Regions from separate parts of the Oryctolagus cuniculus genome. Here region 1 is linked to region 2. A link is a contact called in public Hi-C data. All regions are on one chromosome and are shown on one strand. Each heading gives the region's core, a stretch centred on a gene start, on an enhancer-like site or on the middle of the called end of the contact. The rest is flanking DNA. Distances are from core to core; before and after follow the strand shown.

The links. Hi-C and Micro-C count contacts between places; a contact is called where the count stands out from the background.
Region 1: a contact with region 2 is called in a Hi-C map of an unstated tissue, with 9 times the contacts expected there. The contact joins the promoter of ZFP92 here to the enhancer-like site in region 2. A contact is called at or near these places in 3 of 6 Hi-C or Micro-C datasets (ear pinna, psoas muscle and an unstated tissue).

The regions. Positions count from the first base shown.
Region 1 is chrX:131,815,851-131,820,133 of mOryCun1.1, forward strand. ZFP92 (ZFP92 zinc finger protein) reads left to right here and starts at 2,884. Exons shown (of 5, transcript XM_008253104.4): 1 at 2,884-3,132.
Region 2 is chrX:131,373,069-131,377,227 of mOryCun1.1, forward strand. It overlaps ZNF185 (zinc finger protein 185 with LIM domain), which reads left to right. Exons shown (of 21, transcript XM_070067417.1): 18 at 3,505-3,705. Among named protein-coding and RNA genes, the nearest start is that of PNMA5, 34 kb to the right of the region's middle. Within about 2 kb of position 2,848, at least 3 of the 8 cell types and tissues checked have an H3K27ac peak or open chromatin away from gene starts, as enhancers often do.

The DNA.
Region 1 (4,283 bases), core at 1,634-4,133, 440 kb after region 2:
GCCTGCTGGCCTGCAGCTCCGAGGAGTGAGGATGGCTCCTTCCCACCACCCAGGCAGGACGCTACCAACCCCCACTGGCCCCCCAGGCCTCAGAGGGCTCGGGGTGGGGGTGGGGGGAAGCACCAGGAATGGGCCACTTGCTTCTCAGAGCCAAGTGCCAGGTCAAGGAGCAGCCCATGTGACCTGGGGCAATGCCAAGTGCTGCTCCCCCACAGCCACTGTCTCCAGGGACTGCGGCTTGGACAGTCCCTTCCTCTGCCTGATCCAGAAACTGCTCACCCCATCCAGCCCCACGGCCTGTCCCCACACGAGCGCCCAGTGCGTGCCGATGCCCTCAGTCAGTGCTGGTGGCTGTCCATGGCCCCACACCAGCTCTCGGGGGCTCCCTCACTTCCCTCAGTGGGCTGGGCCTTACCCTGGCTCCTCCTCCAGCTGCTCCCTGCTAAGGCCCCTGGCCAGGTGGCTTCAATGGGTGCCTTGCTGCCCACTGGCCCGCGAGGGCCCTGGCTGTGGCACAGAGGGCAGCACCTGGCCCGGAAAGCGCCTGTTCCCCTGGACCCCAGCAACCCGTCAGCAGCCAACCTCAGACAAGAGGGGAACAGACATGGAGGGCAGCCCTCATGAGCAGAACAACACAGGGCGGTCCCCTCACCCCGTCCCTACTCTTCCTCCCCACTTTCTACATGTGGGTTTGCCATTCAAGAGACTCCTCCCCGGGGGGGATTGGCAGGGGCTGGGAGCTGGCCTGGGTAGCTGGGGGCATCCCTGTGGGTCCCCAGGCTGTGCACGCCGCTGCCCTGCCCTAACTGGGGCAGGCAAGGGACCCAGCCTGGGCTTGCTGCCCGCGAGGACCTGTCCCCAACTCTCGGAGAAGGTTCCAGGGCCCAGCAGGCAGGTGGTGGAGAAAGGTGGCCAGAGATGGCCAGGCCTGATGCTGTGGTGCCCACGGTGGCTTGTGGACCCCCACTCTCTCAGGCCTGGCGTGTGTCTGAAATTCTTCCTAATAGAGTGTGGAAAATTCTGGAAGGGGGGTTTCTCCATCCTGGAGCCACTGGTTTGGCCCTGTCGCCCGGGCCCCGAGCTAGGTTGGCCAGGGATCTTCAGAGCTCCACAGAGAAGCCCCCACGGGCAGGAGGCTGGGCCCCGGCGGCCAGAGACGGCAGGTGCGGGGAGCACTCCCGGCCCGGCCTGAGGCCCCTCCCCCAGCTCCCACGGAGGGCGGCTGCTCCGCTCTCGGGTGCTGCCGGGCCGGGGCTGCCCCCGCCACCAGCCCACAAGAGCAAGGTGCAGGTGCAGCGTCCCAGCCCCCTCCCCTGAGGGTGCAGGTCCTGGGGCAGCCCCCACAGATGAGCACAAACCCAGTGGCTCTCAACAACAGGAGTGTGGGCGTCCAGGCCTGGGGGCCAGAGCCCAAAGTCGGGGTGCCAGCTCCTCCTGGTAGCTCTGGGTGTCCCCATGCCTGCGTCACCCCGCCTCTGGCTCCATCTGCCCGGGGCCCTGTCTCCTGCCTGTCTCCTGGGAGGGCGCCTGTCATGGATGCCCACCTGGATGATGTCGTACGGTCTGCTCGCCACGTCCTTCATTGAAGAGCCCTTTCGCCTACAAAGCACAGACCCGAACCAGCGCCCAGGTTTAGTGTAGGATGTACCTCGGTGGGGGCACCGTCCACCCCACCACATCTCACTCAGCCCAGGCCTATCCAGCCCGCACTCCAAGGAGGGAACAAACGTGGGCCTCGAGAGGGCTACTGCTGCAGCGTAGCGGGCAAAGCCACCGCCTGCCATGCCTGCATCCCACATGGGCGCCAGTTCGAGTCCCGGCTGCTCCACTTCCAATCCAGCTCTCTGCTATGGCCTGGGAAAGCAGTGGAAGATGGTCCAAGTGCTTGGGGCCCTGCATCCACGTGGGAGACCTGGAGGAAGCTCCTGGCTCCTGGCTTCTGTCTGGCTCAGCCCTGGCCAGTGCAGTCACCTGGCGAGTGAACCAGCAGATGGAAGACCCCCCGCCCCGGTCTGTAAGTGTAACTTTCAAATACATAAATAAATCTTAAAAAGCAAAAAGAAACCCTGGGCCTCAGGACACAGAACTGGGGGCCCTGGGGTCCGCCTTGGGCCCTGTGACCGTTATCTGTGCTCACAGAGGTGGGGGCAGCTCTGCCCCAGACCTGGGCAGGACAGCTGCTGTACTGGAGCACTGGTTGCCCGTGGCTGGAGGGCAGTAACCCCAGCTCTGGTTTCCTGAGGCAGGGACAGCCCCGAGACCAGGCCAGGAGGTGCCCAGCGGGCGCCCTATTCCTAACAGCCTGGCTGCGGCGGAGGGCTGGGTCGGGGGTTTGCTGCTTTCGCTTTGCTGCTTGTCTTTCGCAGGTTTTCCGATGCTCCTAAGTTTTCCTCAAGGGCCCCACAAGTGTCCGTCAGCCCTGGTTCAACCCCAGTTTCACCCGAGGACCATGACCTGTGGCAAAACGGGACACTGATGTCCACTCTGCATGGAGAGTGTCTGCCTCCCATCTCCATGCATCGGTCTCCCCAAGTTCCCCACCCCCATTTTCTGGGTGACCATAACCTGGCCACTTTCTGGTAGCTTCCCCGCAGAGGCTCATGGTCCCCAGAGAAACGGACAGATGAAGGTGCGGGCTCAGCACCCGGGACTCTGGCCCCTCCCCCTGCGTCCTCCGAACCTCAGGGCGCTGATCCCCGAGGCCCGACGCCTCCCAGCAGCCCACATGGGAAGCGAAAGTGCCCTAGGGTAAGCGAGGAGTCTGGCCAGACGCCCCTGTGGGGAAGGAGCGGGCCAGCCGCCCTCCCACCGCACCGCGCATGCTCCTTGCCCCCCCCCCCCCCCCGGCCGCCGCCGCCGCCGCGCTCCCCGAGTCCAGTTCCCACTCCGCCGTCGCCTGGGCCCCGCCCGCTCCCAGTCCAGCTTGTCGCGGGACAAACAGACAGCGGGGCAACACGGGCCTCCTAAGCAGCGGCCAGCGCCAGGGTGGAGACCTGGCCAGAAGCCCCACCCCACTCCACCCCGCCTCCTGCGGACGTCGTTCCGGAGGGCTTCTCGGAGGCGGCGGCCTTGATCGGGCCTGCCAGGGGGCGGGAGGGGAGGCCTACAGCCCCGGCCATCGGTGAAGCCCAGGTACGCCCCCACGAAGTAGGGTTGCCGGGGGAACGGATTGGGACCATCTCGGCGGGGGTTGTGGAAGGTGGGGACAGGTGACAAGGAGGGCAAGGGAGCAGCCGCGGCAGGGGACAGTCGAGGTCGCCCCTGGAGGCGGCAGAGCACTGACAGAGTGCCAAGGCTGCTGGGTCAGCCTGGGTGGGGTGGGCGCCTGGGTTTTGCCCTTATCTCTCTGGTTGATTTTCAGCGGCTGGGCTAGGGCTGGTCGAAGAGCATCCGGCCACTCCTCTGCCTGATAAGTCTGGATTTTACCCGTCCGGGTGTGGAAACACCAGCCACACCTACACCATGAGGTCGTGGCACTGTTATCCAAGAACACCGGGCCAGCTGATCACAGCCACCATCCCAGAGGAGCCCCAGATTGTGCTCCTGCAGTAATGGGTGGGGAGAGTGTTGACAAGTGACAGCACCAGGGAAGGTGGGCGAGGGGGAGAGAGGGAATGGAAGTCGGGTGGAAAGTTTGAGTAGTGTGAGCAGACTGTCTCATTTGAAAAAGAGGGCGAGCTCAGAAAAAGCCATGTGGGTGGCAAAGGACCCGCCCCGCCAGCCCGGAGGATCACTTTTCCAGGTCAGCCCTGCCTCCACAGGGGGTGACACCTGGAAAGCCATTGACAGGGGAGCTGCTCTGTGCAGGCTCCAGGGAGGCACAGGGTGGGAGTGACAGCGCGCCCAGGCCTGACTTCAGCTCTGGCTCCCTCAGATCTCCCTCCCTGGCTGCACCACCAGATGGGTAGCAGGTGACAAGGACCTCAGGCCTGGGAAAGCTGGTGGGACAGAGAGGGGGCAGTCAGGGTCTTGAGCTGCTGGACCCCAGAGAAGTTCCACCAGGAAGGAAGAAACCTCACCAAAGTGGCCCCGCCAGGCTCTCCTCGTGGATGCAAAAGCCCAAATTCCTGATGCAACATCAGTGACGTTACTGGATGCTTTTTCTGCATGTTTGCCTGGCTTTTTCTTTTTCTGGGGAAGCCGTGCCATCTAGTGGACACCTGCTGGGATGGCACAGAAGGCTGCAGTTTCGCTGCAGTTCACCATCTGTCTCTCTCGGTCCTGTCTTATCTTTCCCTCAGTGTGGCCGCCTGGCTCACTCAGTCTCCCTGCGCGCGGCGGTG
Region 2 (4,159 bases), core at 1,598-4,097:
GCAGTGCCAGCTGTAGCGGCCATTTGAGGGGTGAACCAACAGAAGGAAGACCTTTCTCTCTGTCTCTCTCTCTCTCACTGTCTAACTCTGCCTGTCAAAAAAACAAAAACAAACAAACAAACAAACAAAACACAATATACCCACCTTCTAGTACTCTGCAAGGAAAAAAATATATATAAAAGAATACTTGAATTTAATAAAAGTTTATCACAGCAATAGTGAAGACCCTTTTGTATAAGGGAAAACGTTTGAGTCACTGAGAGAACTGAGAAGGGAGAAAGCAGAAGCAAAGGGCACAGCCAGGAAATAAGAGGGCAACAATCAGTCATCCACTATTCGTTTGTCCCTTCATTCATTTTGGACATAGATAAGGAAAAATTTTATCTGGGAAAGACTTATGATAGGAATAATCCTGCAACCTTAAAATTTACAAGCATCATAAAATTGAGCAAAGAAAAAGACCTTTTTTTTTCTCTGAAAGAGATAGGTAAGCAGAGCAAGTATCTACTTTTAAGAGGCAATTGGGCAAGCATGGGAGAACCTGATGGGCATAGCTTGACTGGAGATGTGTCCCTCAGCATAAGCTGATGAGTGTGGCATGTTCTGAATTGCTACCTGAAGCAAGGGTAAGCCAAAGTTCAGGGGTATGTGGGGAGGAGAGGTGCCTGCGTAGAGTTTGGTCAAGGCAGAGGAGAGTATAAGAAATACAATTATAAACACCCCAGGCAGTAACCAATTCTGGCCAAAAACTCCTGAAGAACAAGAGGAAACATAGCTGTTAATGAGTGGCAGGTATGCCTAAGTGTGCTTCCACAGGGTTGCCTTATAGACATCTGCAGTATTCCAAATTACAGCTTGTCTCAAACATTTTTCACAACACAATCTTTCTCACCTAAATAAAACAAATTAATGCACACCAGTTATACTTCTCCCATGTGTTCTTTATCTCAAAAAATGCCATCTCCTTTCACTTAGACTCTCAACCAGGGGAAATAAGAAAATACATTCAGGGCATGTTAGGTGTGATACTTATGAGACATGTAAGAGGTAAGGTCTTGGGGTAGTGCTGTGGTGCAGTGGGTAAGTTGCCATCTACGGTGCTGGCATCCCATGTGGGTGTTGGTTCGAGTCCCGGCTGCTCCATTTCCAGTCCAGCTTCCTCCTGGTGTGCCTGGGAAGGCAGTGGAAAATGGACCAAGTCCTTAGGTCCCTGCACCAGGGACAGGAAGAAGCTCCTGGCTTCAGCATGGCTCAGCCCTAGTCTATGTGGCCTTTTGGGAGTGAACCAACAGATGGAAGATCTGTCTCTCTGTCTCTCTGGAACTCTGCCTTTCAAATAAATAGTTAAGTCTTAAAAAAGAAAAGAAAAAGAGGCTCAGGAGACAGATGCTGTGATAAATGGGACTGGGATTTAGGAACAAAGTGTGGAATGAAAAAGGACATTTGGGAGTCCTGTGTATGTCAGTGGCAATGGAAGCCATAAAAATGGATAATATTGTTCCTGAAGCATGCATAAAGTAAGAAGAGAAGATGTTGGTGTTGCAACCCCATAGGAACATCCATATTAGTAAGTAGGCCAAAACAAGAGAAACCTGTCAAAAGGCAAGGATAAGGAATGGCCAGAGGAGCAGGAGGCCAGCTAGTGTGCTGCCATGGAAGGGCAAAAAAAAAAAAAAAAAAAAAAAAAAGAGCTGTTCCTTCTGCACAACATTTTGGTACCCCCTCAAAGAAGTACAGACATTGATAGTCCATATAAACTTCTATAGCACTTAGACAATGCCAGGACACCCAAGCCTCTGATCAGTAGGCTCATTATGGTGTGCAAGATGTGTTGTAAGATCATATGGGGGAAGGGCAGGGGTCCAGCACAGATTTTCAGAGAAGCACTAACAGCTTCTGTGGAATGTTGAATGCTAAAACGAGAATGAAACAGTAACAAGAGTGAGTGCAGAGAGCTCTTTCTATAGAGTTGGGTGGGTGGAAGGGACTGTGTGGGGGTGGTATGGGAACCTGAAGTTGAAAGGGACTTTTGTTTTAAATGCGACATTTGTTTTTAAAAGATTTATTTATTTAATTGAAAGGCAGAGAGAGAGAGAGAGAGAGAGAGAGAGAGAGAGAGAGGTTTTCCATCTGCTGGTCCACTCCCCAGATGGTCTCAAGGGCTGGAGCTGCATTGATCCAAAGCCAGGAGCCAGGAGCTTCTTCCAGGTCTCCCACAAGGGTGCAGGGGCCCAAGAACTTGGGCTATCTTCTACTGCTTTTCCATGTGCAGTAGCAGAGAGCTGGATTGGAAATGGAGCAGCTAGGACTGGAACCGGTTCCCTTATAGGATGCTGGCATTGCAGGCATTGGCTTTACCGGCTAAGCCACAGTGCCAGCCTTTTAAATGGTACATTTAACTGATGAACCCTGGTGTCTGCTTCCACCCCACCATAAGGCCTACTTACTACAATAAGTGTTACTTAGTGTCTCTGTCAGTGTAGCAACGGTCACAAGATCAAGTTTAGCGATGGGGGCAAAAAGGGATGTCCCATCCTATCATTTATTAGCTGCAAGTGGGTCCTTAACCCAGCGTTACCATCTGTAAAAATGAGATGAAAACTATATAAACTCATAACAATATATCTTGCAATAAAGAAGATGACTTCCTAGCTCTGAAAACAAAGTGGCCGCAGCAATCCGTCTGCATGAGCGCGCGCGTGCGCGCGCCGGGACCCCGCGTCTAGGACCGCGTTTGACTGTAGTTAGTGCGCCTGCGCACGCCGCCATTTCCTACAACCATCAGCTAGGGCGTCCGAGCCCTTTGGGAAATTAGACCGTCAACCAACAAAATGGTTATCCGGGCTGTGATGAGGTGTTGGCTTGGGTTCTGCTGCTGCCTTGCGCACACTGGCCGCGAGGTGGTGCGCGAGGATCACAAATGGGCCCGGCTGCTCCTCTTCAGACCCGCCCTGCAAACTTCCTGGCCCTTCCCCCTCTTTGTGAAGTCCACTGCTGGTTTGGGAATCCCGCCGCCGCTATGGACTTGCTCCCCGGCTTTCTCCCCCTGCTAGCTTTCCAGGGTAGTCTAGGGGAGAAACCCCTTTCCACATGGACAAGCGCCTTCTGCGCCTGGCCGACTACAGGACGATTTACAGTACTGGATGACTCAGGCCTTTTTAAGGGGCCAGGTGGGCTGGAGGCGGGTAAGGACGGAAAAGGGGATGGCAATGGACTGAGCGGAAAAGGAATGCTAATGTTTTTCCAGCAAGAAGACTTTGTCTTTTAACACTTCCTTAATTCATCAAGTGTACCTTGCCTTAGAAAGCAGTGATACTGAGGTCCTCTGAAGAGGACACGAACTGCTCCCCAGGGTGTGTGGTCCGTACTTGTCTGCTGCTCTCAGCCCCACCACCCGGGAGGTGAACCCCTCCATGCCTGTGGGAGGTGCCAGCTGGCGTGCTCTGGGTGAGCAGGGGCGAGTCTCAGGGCACTCTCTCCATAAGGGTGTTCATTCTTCCTCAGCACCGTGGCTGGTGGTGAGAACAGTGTGGCCACCAAGGTGGGAGAAGCCCAGCAGGAGAGGCCTGGAGCCCTGAGAGAAGGCCATGAAGACCCAACTGCACCCGCTCAGCAACCTGCAGATCCCAGCGTCCCAGAGCGGCAGGGCAGCCCCAGGGCACCCGAGAAGCTCCTTGAACCTGAACCGGAGGGCTGTGCCAGCAGGTAAGGGCCAAGCTGCACTGGAATCCTGCCTGTTGGAGCCAGGGTTCTTGGCCAGGGGTTACAACCCAGGACAAGCCCACCACAAGCTAGGCATGCCCACTACACTGTGTAAGTGTGACTAGTAATGAGCCGTAGAGCTGCAGAGCAGATGGGAGCATCGCAGGGATAGGTCATCATAGTTTCAGTTGTGGATCATGGCATCAACCCTGTTGGAGCAAGCCTGACACAGGGCAGTGCAGAGAAAACCTGGTCTGAGGGAAGGGTGTGGGTTCTTTTGTCACAGGCACGAACCATCTCTGAGGAGCATAATTAAAAGTTACTAGATGGAAGATCAGTTCCTCTGGCACTGTGTGCAGGATGGCCATACAAGGGCGGTATTTGGGCAATAACTCATCTCCACCATAGTGACCTAAGGTTGGGCAGTAGTTGCAAGAGACTGGCAGCAGTAGCCTGA